2 separate regions of the Gossypium hirsutum genome follow, and region 2 is linked to region 1. A link is a contact called in public Hi-C data. All regions are on one chromosome and are shown on one strand. Each heading gives the region's core, a stretch centred on a gene start, on an enhancer-like site or on the middle of the called end of the contact. The rest is flanking DNA. Distances are from core to core; before and after follow the strand shown. Region 1 holds the start of LOC107892032 (cleavage stimulating factor 64). Region 2 holds the start of LOC107891991 (LEAF RUST 10 DISEASE-RESISTANCE LOCUS RECEPTOR-LIKE PROTEIN KINASE-like 2.1).

Region 1 (5,988 bases), core at 1,416-3,915:
CATGTGTAGCTAAACCTTTACGGAGGTTGGTTGATAGAGATGTGGATAAACTAAACTCTTTGGACAAAGAACTGAATCGTAGCAAATTGGACTAATTTGAATAGAACTAAGAACTTAGGTAGTGACGCCCCTAAGGGAATATTAAGATAAAGTGAGACAGAAAGGTAATCTTATCGCGCACTCATTCGTTAGTCTTGGATTACCGGTGAGGTTGGAAGATAAGCCAAATCTAATTCGTCTAAGTCGATAAAATTGATATTGGAAGATAAAATGGAGCCACTTAGTAATTTAAGTGATTTATGTCCTGAGTCCAAGATTTGGTGAACCACATCGAAGTTAACTAATCCCCATTATTGATTTGCTGGATAGTCCCTTTAGTTTACATTTCTTGCAATTTAGTCTTTAGGGTAGAATATTTAATTTTCTTACAAAAATCATCTTTTATGGGTTGTCGTACTATAATATTATATTAGTAACCACTTAGACTCTATTGTGTATGCTAGTTATTACTCAATCGCCTCTTCCTTTGGGTTCGATCCTTGAAATACTTCAGTGTTTCATTGTAACATTATAAATATTACAACTGACCTGTACGCTTGCAGTAAAACCGGGCTTTAAAATTTATTGTATAAATTCAGTGTTTTAATGTGCACGCACGCAACCGGTCATCAAGCTAGGAATATCGATCTCCTATGTCCTTCAATATTGTCAAGCTCAACATACAACTCAACTCTTCCATTACCATTTGACTCATAAAGTGCATTCATTATTTGGAGATCATCATCATCCGCTACATTAATTATAAAATATCTCATTGGATTATCATATAAATCTATACCTCAACAAGAGCTTCGACCAATTTTGTACTTCATCTCCACTAACGTGATGTCCTTTATGAACATCATGCTAATTGGACTTCCAAACTTTAATATTACACCAATATTCGTATCATGAATCGAGTCATTACAGTTCACTACAACATAAAATTGTTGTTCATTTTGTATAGATTTCATGTGTATAATATCAATTTAAAACAAAAAATAATTAATATATAACCAATAAAGCAAAATATTTTCTTCGCTAATATAATATCTTTAACTAAAAAATAAACATTTTCATACTAAAATATAACTATGTTTAGTAGATTTTATAGTTCAAACAACATAACAACACTATTTTATATTCAAAGTACCACTAAGCTTATTAAATATGTTCCTTAATAATATTTTCCTTCACCATAGATATACAACAACACAACAATGTCAAATTTCGAACAGAATAAAAAACAATGTCATCATCATTTTTTGCGCCAATCAAATAATGAACTAGTAAATAATTATTCAACACTATATTGTATATTTAACACTAATAGATATTCAACACTAATAAATATAAACTTTTAACAACACTAACATATATTAAAAAATGTCATAAACTATGCTCAACAACAATCCCAACAATCTGTTGTATATTTAACACTAATAGTTAGTAGATGTTAATGTATCAGTACATGAATTATAATATCATGGAAAAAATACTTACAAAGATTGAAGAAGATATATGAAGATTGCATAATATATAAAAGATAATAGATAGAAGAAGATAATAATACTCAATAAAAATTGTTGAATAAACTCACTATTCTAATTTGCCATGGTGTCAAGGTATATGTATATACATAATTTCCATCCTCCCCCACCTTTACCATTACTATTTCACTTACATGTTACTCAGACACTACATTGTTCCATCATCTCCAAATAGCATTTTGTCTTGTTCTACCATCTCAACCTTCTGCCTTGTTCCATCATTTCCAAACAATTTTCTTTTGACCTAGCCATCGCATTTTTCAACCTCTCACGCATGCATGAGAAAACTATATTTCTCAGCCTTCATGTGCTCCTTCATTGTGCATACATGCAAGGTAAATAGTTTATACACTAAAGTCGACACCTCCAGGATATTACTACCATTGACGTCGACTTTTCGAGATGTCAACTTTGAAGTCGGTCCTCTAATATGGACTTCACTTCTCCCTTTTGTAAACTGACTAGTTTGCCAAATAATTCAACAAATCAACTATATAACTAAGGGTGGAGGGGGTAGGGCCCTTAACCCACAAAATGAAAAAAAATGATTCTTTTAATCTCAAAATTTATAAGATTTTAAGTTAATATCAATGTTGTTTGAACCAAACCAAACTGGCCAATCGGATCGGGAATCGACCCGGAAAGGGTTTTGAACTAGTTGACCTAGGTGAAAGACCGGTTGAACTAGATTTTTTTTAATATTATTATTACTTAAATTTTTAATAATTTTCTAATCAAACCCATTATACCGATTGAATCAACGAATCAATAGTCTGATCGGTCCGACCAACGATTCGATTTAGAAAACATTGTTTAATATAAGTAAAATTATTAGTTGCCTTCCAAATACTAAAATTTTGGTTTAATCCTTTTAAAAACTATTATAATATAAACTAATTATAATATAAACTAATATAATAAAAAATTATATTTTAACTCATAAAAATATACAACATAACCTCTAACCCTACAAAAAATTTAATGACTTCCCTCGTGTGTGTGTGTGTGTGTATAGTAAATTAATTTTTTCAACTCATACAAAAAAAAAAAAGCCTGGGCTAAGCCTAAGACCTCTTTTTAAGGTCGATTCCATTTTAGTGGGCTAATACCTTTCAAAACCACATCGCTATAAGTTCTCAGACTGAAGCCGAAAACCACTCCCTGATCTCTGTTGCTTGCTGTAACACTCGGCGGAGACAATGGCGGGAAAGCAAGTTGCTGACGAAGGTTTGCCAGCCAACATTGCCGGAATGTCGAAGAACCAGCTTTATGATATTATGTCAAACATGAAGGTACTCTCTCTTTCTGTTTTCTATTTGGTTTCAAAATTTTATTTTCGTTTCTTCCAAACGCCACTTCCTCAGCCGTTAAATCTAATTAGTGGTTTTTCCTTCTTTATTTTGGGTATATACAGACACTTATAGAACAAAACCAGCAGCAGGCGAGGGAGATCCTTATCCAAAATCCTCTCTTGACGAAAGCCCTTTTCCAGGTTTCCCTTTTCTTCTTTGTTTATTTACTTTTCAAATATGAAAAAAACTCCCTTCTTCCTTTGTTTTAATATTGATACTAGTTATGTGCATGACTGACTGTTGATTGATATTACTATTAGCATCGCGTAACCCTTTAGCTTTACACTCTCTTGATATCCCTTGTAGGCTGAAGTTGTAATTTTTTGTTGCCTTTTCTTGGTATAGAGGTTGATGTTAGCTTGTCACTAGGAATCAAGCATTTCGGAACCTTTGTATGGACAATTAGGTCTCTGGAGTTAGCTTTGTAGTAATGAGATGCGTTTAGTTCTAGTTGCAACTCAAAATAAGAAGTTGCTAACCATCTTTCTTGATGGACTTGTTCTAGAGTGCTGCACAGCTTGATGGGTTAATTACCCTTCTTTTGCTTTAAATTGCATCTACTTTTTAGATGGTGTACTGTTGATTTAGTAGCTTCCATGCCTGACTAGGTTTCTTTGATTATTCTTGTTTCTTCAGGCTCAGATTATGCTCGGAATGGTTAAGCCCCCTCAAGCGGTATGCTTTTGATCTCTGTAATATCATCCTTGAAATTATGTTTAGGGACTGTGCTAGTGTACTTACTGTTTGTGTTTAGATTCCAGCTATTCAGCCACCTGCATCACAACAATCTCAGCAATCAGTACAACCACCCCCTCAGCCAAATATCCAGCCAGCACATTTGTTGCCAGGTCAAGTTCGCTTGCAAGAACAAGCTGCTCCATCCCAGATCCAAGCTCCTGTAAGGAAACAGCATCAAAACCAAGCTGGGACAAGAATCTCCGTTGCTTCTGTTCCTGCTGCAAATCTTCAGTCTCAATCCATACCACCACATTCCCTACAGACACCACAGCAAACAAAGGTCCATTTGAATCCTCCAATGTCTCTTCCACATTCCTCCCAACTCCCAAATGCACCTCAACTTCCTCTGCAGTCACCTTTACATCCTCCTGCTCATCATCAAACCCATATGTCAACATCCTCTAGCCAGTTGCAGCAGTCATTTCAAACAACTGGAATTCCTCATATGCATCAGCAGCCACCAATACAACCACAGGCACGACTTTCATCAGCTCCGAGTTTCCATCATCAGCATGCCCCACAAATGGGTCCTAATGTTGGTTTCCAACACCCTGGTGCTCAGCATCTTTCACAGCCGATGTTCCATGTAAGTCAAAAGTTGCAGTTTGGAAGTCAGTCTTGGGTGTCTCCTTCATAACATATTCTGCAATAATTTCTCTTATTTTTTGAATTACTCAGTCAGGTAATAGACCTCCTAGCCTTGGACCTTCGTTTCCACAAGGGCAGCCACCGCGTGCAAATCAGCTGCCAGCTCAATCAGTGTATCAAAATCAGGTATGTGCAAATTTTAGTTGTTTGATGTGTTTTGGTTTTATCACTTAGTGGACCATTCTAATTGGGTTGATTATTAAAAAAAATGAGTTCATTTTTTTAATCACGCTAGTGGTTTAAGTGGCAGGCTATAAACATTCCATAGTTTACCTCGTGTGTGTAATAGATTATTTTTTGTCTCTCTGAAAAAGTCTGACAAATATCTGCCTTGTTATTCACACCACTGCTAACAGATTGTTGAACTGATTGGCTTCGGGCTTCATTAAAATTGTGAAAATCTGTTTTTGAGTCCCTTTTCCTTGATAATTCTTGTACATGTAGATGAAAACACAATTGCAAGTTAGAAGTGCACACAATTGTGATTGCAATAGTAGTTAGGTGGAATTTATGTACTTCAAGGTGGAGAAATGTCTGATTACATGTGGTATCTCTTCCACTGCACACATGTCAATAAGGGGAAATGTATTTGTAGCTACCATTGAGCAGAGCTTGCTGTCTTTGAATGATTAAATTCGTTCAGCTAGCTATGTAAGTTAGAGTTCTGGCTCAGGCTGGAGTAATTATAATCCATTGAATGAGGTGAAGAAAGATTATGAGTTTGTAACTGGTCTTGATTTAATAAAAGGTAAAGCTTTAATAACTGAATTAAATTATCCTTAACATGCAAGATGGGCTCATTGTTTTCAAGTTTGCTCTTTAGTTGCTTTTACAATTTGTGTGCAAGTAGTTAAATTATTTTCTTTTTTTTTTTTAGTTATTGTTTTTGTTACATTACCACCAAAAGCAAAAAGAAGTAAGAAAAGTGTTTTGGATACCAATTAAAAAAGGTACTTCTGAAAGAATAAAGGTTAATAATAACATTATAAGGAAGCATGATTTTAGTTTTGCATGGGGCTAAAAGATATGGATTAATGTTAAATTTAAAGTTACTTATATTTAATCAAATATGGTTTGTTTTTTACTATAAGTCATTTTTAATCAAATATTTTTACTATTCAAACTTTACTAATTTTTGAGTAATCAAAGAGCAAATAATGAGATCTTAATGAGGAAAGCTACATATTAACTGGAGTTTTAGACTCCTGCACTTGATTTTCAATTTTTAGTTGAAACAAAAGTTCCATCTCTAATGTAATAGTATCCTGTGGGAAATGTCTATGGCTTATTAGACTCTGCCAATTGACAACATCTTTTGTATGTGTTATGGTTATTCTTTCAGGCAGGAGCCTTGCATTTAGGATCCGAGTTTGGCAACCAAGTAGGAGGTTCGATGCAGGCAGATAGAGGATCTTCGTGGACACCTAGTCAACCAGATAATTCAACACTAACTCAGTTGCAAGGACCCTCACCATTGGTTTCCAGTCAGATGGTTCCAGGAAATCAGCCCCCTCGTCCTGCATCGGTGATTATCCAAACTTTTGAGTTTCATACAAGCAAATAGAATTGGTCAGTAGTTTGAGTAGTTCCATTAACAGTTTCCATTGGCTCTTTATAGTTGACTCCTGAGATGGAGAAGGCGTTACTTCAGCAGGTGATGA
Region 2 (5,988 bases), core at 1,164-3,663, 280 kb after region 1:
AATCTTCTGAGCCAATCACAACCTGAAAACAAATTTATTACTTTCTCAAATATATAGGAAACTATGACAACACTATCAAGCATTTAGATAATTACCTTAACAGGATTAGGGTCCATGTACTCCTCAGCTAACCGATGAACCGCTGCAGGCGATGTAGCACTGAACATTACCATCTGACGAGCTGCAAAGGTTAAAAGCAACATGAGGATTTCCAACCTAATTGCTCATGCATTATTCTACCAAGATACAGAACAATATTTTTTAGCTTGATTGAACCTTAAGTTATCAATGGTTATTGGCGTTTACTCATAAGCATCAGTAAAAGCTTTAATCTAAGCATCTTCTAGGAGTTTAAAATTCCAATGTACCAACAAAGAGACATACCAGAACATGTCTTTCCCAATAAAAAAAAACATGACAGCATAATATTCTCAACAAATTCAATATTAAAAATATTGAATATTCAGCATAATATTCAGATTTAACAAATTCAATTAAAGATTTTAAAAATAGTGAAATTATTAATATTCTCTCTTTTATCAATATTAACCCTAATTTCTGAAACAGAGTAGCTAATACCACCAATATTAGTACTCAATATTAGTACTCAACCATTGTTCAAGAAAAAGGTATTAGTTTGTCTTGCCATTTTATCAAATATTCATTGCCAAACTGCAGAAACATAAACAACAATACAACTAGGTGTCAAAAGGACAATCTCAATTCTCAACATCATTATTACTAATCTAAAATTCCAAAAATAATTAACCAACACAAGTCCACATGTCCATTTGCAAAATCAAAATCTGGGAAAGTCAAATTTTGATCAAATTTTCAAGGAGTAATTTGAAATTTAGAATTACCTTTCTATTTTTATCAACTATTCATTCCCAAACTGCAATATAACGAGGGTTCAAAAGGACACTCTCACTATCAGTTCTTCAAAAGGACACTCTCACTATCAGTTAAATCAAATAATACTTATATAGGAGTAGGAGTGTTGAACAAAAACAATAAAAAAAACTCAATAAAGTAACATTTATAGACTGATACAAGAGCTCTTTAGCAACATTTAGATCAGTTTGAAAAATTCATATAATATCTAAATTTATCTCTTGAATTATTTCCAATGATGATCTTATACATTTATTCATAAGTAAAGTTTTCCATGAGTGTCAAACACACTGAAAATATAAGGATGACATCTTCAACACTATTAAACTCTCTACTTCTTTCTCCAAGTTCCACGAGTAGATGATTATGCAGAAATGCTTCTTCATTTTATGCATAACAAGATTAAAACACGCAACATTTAAAGGTTAAATATGTCAACACAATCTTTGACTGCTTTAAACCTATTAGTCTAATTGTTCGAATAGGAAATAGGGTTAACATCAAAAATTAAAATCAAAATCATAACAAGATTAAAACACGCAACATTTAAAGGTTAAATATGTCAACACAATCTTTGATTGCTTTAAACCTATTAGTCTAATTGTTCGAACAGGAAATAGGGTTAACAGCAAAAATTAAAATCAAAACCAAAGTTCCAGATTTAATTCCCCCCGAAGATTCAGTGTCTCAAAATCAAAATAAAAAAACCGTTAACAGCAAAAATCAAAATCAAAATCAAAATCAAAAAGCAAAAAGCAAAAAGCAAAAAACTACTTCGACATAAACTAGGGTTAACAGCAGCAAGCTCACCTTTGAAATTCAAAGGTAGAAGACGTAGAAGCACCGTTAGAGCAGAGGTGGAGCTGTGGAGGTGGATTTTTGAATTGGGTGGAGCCGTGGAGGACTGGAGGTGGAATGGTGGATCTGTGGAGGTGGATTTTCGAATTGGGGAAAAAAAGGGAGGAGGGAATGGCTTAGGGATTTTTATCAGATGCATGCGGAAATGGGAAATGGGAAATGGGGAAGGGAATTGGGAAATGGGAAATGTATTTTAGAAATTAAAAAAAAATATTTATTATATTCGGGCCAGGCCGAGCCCGGGCCAAAAAATTTTTGCCTAAGGCCCGGTCCGTTTTCTAAACGGGCCTCTTTTTTGTCCAAACCTATATTTCGGGCCTACATTTTTACTCGAACCCTTTCATATTTTGGGCTAGCCGTCGGGCTGGGCTGCCCGGCCCATAATCACCTCTAGTATTGATACATAAATTTGAAGTGTTTTTATATTTATGTTGGAGTTATCACACTTTTTTTTGTTTTTTTTTTGTCATAGTATGGTATTTTGATTATTAAGTTCAAATTTAAGAACGATGCTAGTCATTTAAGTGGTGGAAAACTAAAAATTCGTAGTGGAGTGGTAAACCTTCTGTGCCAAAAACTTGAACGAGATTTTTGAAGATGATTTGTCCATGAAAAATAAGCCACTAAATGGCATTACGTCTGTGACCCGTGACTTCGCATTCAACCACATGTGAAGTACCTTTCCACAAGTCAAGGTCAGCACCCTTGTATCTCTTGGAAATTTTGTAACCCCCCTCCTTCCTCTTCTGTTAAATTTCCAACCCAACCCCAATTTTTGTCTCCTCAATCTATCTGACCTTCTCACTCTGTTTTTATATGTACATATAAACCCTTTTTCACTTTAAACCAACTATTCACTCATTCTTCCATGGATGCCTTCTTCCTTTCACCATCTTCCTTCTCCATCTTATTCCTTTTAACTATTTTCCAGCTGTCTTACGCCCGAGATGATTTCCACTTTACTTCATGCGCTCCATTTGATTGTGGAAACCTTGTTAATATTTCATATCCTTTCTGGACCCATCAATATAATCGACCTTCATATTGCGGTTACGGTGATGAAGGGTATAAGCTGAAGTGCAGGCAGAATCAGCCCCCTGTTATGACGCTCAGTTCCCAAGAATTCTATGTGCTGCATCTCAATCGGTCTCATGGTTTGTTGACAATCAAACGAGTGGAATTAAACAACACTTGTCCTCAGCCGATTTTGATGAACAATGCTTTTAATTATACTGAAACTGCTGAAAACATTACGCTGTTCTACGACTGCCGAAGCAGGGGAGGTCCGAATCATCGTTTCAGTTGCAGAAAGGGTGGAAAAGAAACTTCCCTCATGTTCTTTAAGGAGGATGAAAATGAATGTATTGGATACAGTGAACAAGTTGAAATTCCTATTGGGAAAAAGGCCTTTGATGATCTGATTGGCGGAATCAGCACTGTTAATGAAAGTTTAGTCCAACCCTTTGATATTAGATACTTTGCAGACGATCCTTATTGCGAACACTGCAAGGATTCTGGCGGAAGATGTGGATACAACCGAACTGTAACCTCTGCATTTGTCTGCTATTGTCGTGATAAGCCTTATATACTTGAATTGAACCAAGGTACGGTATACCTGTTTCTTTTAACTCTTCCTGAATCGTTAAAACACCCCGTTGAATCATTGTTCAGAAACATGGAATCCAGTTGATATCCAGTCGTCTTTCTCTGCTGTTTATGACCCAGAATTAACCCCAGCTTTGGGTTCTTAATTATCCAATCTTTTATATCACTTTTCTGTATTATTGCCCTCTTTTTTACAACCTTATTATGCAAACTCGCACTATAACCCGACCTATCGAGTCATGTCGTGATACATGATCGGAAATTGTTCTGTTTGGATATGAAATAGGGTAGCATTACATTATAGGCAAGTTTAGGATACCATTAATCAACTTCAAGCGTGGGAACAAAATAATAATATCTTTTCTTTGGGTTGTTACATGTTTCGCTTCTGTTTCTTTTCATAGTTGAAATTGGGACTATTCGTGGGTAAAAATATCATGAAAGCTTAAGTACTATTAATTAGGTTGTATTTTATCTCTTTCTATTAAAAAAATAGATAAGTTAGTTTATTTATATTAAATTACGTTAAATTATAGAGCAAAACAATATTTTCAGTTAAAAATTTATCCATTTGTACTAATAAAAATTAACATGATTAATGAAATAACGAAAAGTAACACGTAATTAGCCACATGTACAGTATGTTAATGTATAAGAACCGATTTTAAACAATAGAAATTAATGAAATTGTTAATTTGATTAATTTACACAGTGAAATCTAACTTCTCCATGATACATTTATTATTATTTATCCCATTTTCCATATAATATGCATTTAATTTCTCTAAAAAAGACAATTTCTTTCTATTTCAGGCCGGCGTGGTTCTAACTTGGGAAGGAAGCTTGCAATCGGTAATATACTCCCCTGATTCTTTTAATTAATTTATAATGTTACATGTCTTTTACATGATTTTACGCATTTATTTTTAATTAATTTTTAAATAATATTACAATTAGTTGTTACTTATTGTTTTAATTCATTATTCAAATTATTCAACATAATTAAAATATATTAACTTATTTAAGAATTGAAATATAATGACAAAATTTGAAATCATAATTAAAACATTTGTACCATATTCAGTGTACAATATAGTTTAATTTCATTTAATTGATGCAAAGTAATATTATTCAAAGATAGTGCTAATAAAAAAATTCCTAATCATCATTAAAGCAGTTGTATAAACTATTAAAAAATAGAAAAATATTTGATACACTATCAGTATAGTTTTTAGACTATCCAAATAGGGCCAATGGTTGACAAGTCTCCTATAAGGGTATAATAAAATATTTAAAAAATTATTTAAAAAAAAAGACATGAAAATTTATTAAAATTTTTTTGAATAAATAAAATACGCTGCCAATATACTAAATACTAACCTAAAAATTTTGACATATTATAAATTAAACTATTCACTTTTTAACTTTTCAATTTTTTTAATAGTCAATAAAGTTAATATAAATATAAACATATTAGATTATATAAATGTATTATAAAAATTTATATGAAAAATAAACTTACTTATTATATAAATAATTAAATTTTACTATTTAAAATTAAAGAAATATTTTGTTCTTTTTTACATTTTTGATGAATACAAACATAGTAATTTAAATATAAAGTTTATAAATAAAAATATTTAACATTATAAATTAAGTAACCTAATCAACAACAAAAACTATATTGATTGGTTCAAAACCTATTTTTGTTGCTTCCATGAGCATGAAATCTATGCTATTAATAATGGGTGTGAGCAGCTTTTTATTTTTGGCAGTTTTTTTTTGTGAGAAGCTTTTTATATTGGTTAAGTTTCAAAATTTTTTAAAGTTATTATAATGTAACAATTTTTTTTAAAGTGATGCATGTGATATTAAAATAAGTTAAAAATGTAAAAATAAATATCATTACAAGTATTTAAAAATTATTATTTATTAAAAATAATTGTTCAATTCAAAATTTTTTATAATTCAATTTATATATTAAAAAGTTTATTTTTCACCTACAAAGTGAGTGTGATTAGAGCTAGCAAATGGGCCGGCACGAATCGAGTTTGCTTCGAATTCGGATTTTCTCGAGCTTGGATCAGTTCCGGCTTGAATTTTCTTGGGTTCAGATTTCTTGGGCTTAGGCCCTTTCAGACTTAAATTTTTTTGGGCTCAAATCGAGTCGGGCAAGATTTGACAAATTCAAATAATTTTGCATTTTATATGTTATAAATATTTTAATTTCAAATGTAATAATTCATTTTACTTTTATATGATGATAACACAATTAAATTTTACCTTATAAAAAGAAGTACAATGTAAGAAAAGCTATTATCAATACTAAAAGCTAAGAATCAATAAAAATAATTAAAATGACTAGTAAATTACCTGAAAACAAACTCATCCAATATTCGAGTGAGCCTAATTTGACATATCAAATTACGACATATCAATAACAAATAATAATCATTATATAGTAAGCATAGTTAACTTCACTAAAAATAAAATAACTTAAATTGAATAAGACTTGTTAAAATAATCTTACATAAAAAATTATAAATGATTAACTTTCTCTTGGTCTAATTAGGTTACTATTTAAGCCACGTAAATAACCTTATATTCACTTTGTAGGGAAGTTGTGAATGA

The links. Hi-C and Micro-C count contacts between places; a contact is called where the count stands out from the background.
Region 2: a contact with region 1 is called in a Hi-C map of leaf, with 2.0 times the contacts expected there. The contact joins the promoter of LOC107891991 here to the promoter of LOC107892032 in region 1. A contact is called at or near these places in 2 of 34 Hi-C or Micro-C datasets (leaf and petal).

What each region holds. Positions count from the first base shown.
Region 1 is chrD09:25,376,789-25,382,776 of Gossypium_hirsutum_v2.1, forward strand. It overlaps LOC107892032 (cleavage stimulating factor 64), which reads left to right and starts at 2,666. Exons shown (of 7, transcript XM_016816997.2): 1 at 2,666-2,881; 2 at 3,004-3,081; 3 at 3,578-3,616; 4 at 3,696-4,265; 5 at 4,358-4,453; 6 at 5,670-5,852; 7 at 5,946-5,988. The coding sequence starts at 2,789.
Region 2 is chrD09:25,654,040-25,660,027 of Gossypium_hirsutum_v2.1, forward strand. LOC107891991 (LEAF RUST 10 DISEASE-RESISTANCE LOCUS RECEPTOR-LIKE PROTEIN KINASE-like 2.1) reads left to right here and starts at 2,414. Exons shown (of 3, transcript XM_016816940.2): 1 at 2,414-3,356; 2 at 4,171-4,209. The coding sequence starts at 2,621. LOC107891992 reads right to left here and starts at 2,331. Exons shown (of 3, transcript XM_016816941.2): 1 at 1,705-2,331; 2 at 96-181; 3 at 1-22. The coding sequence starts at 1,891.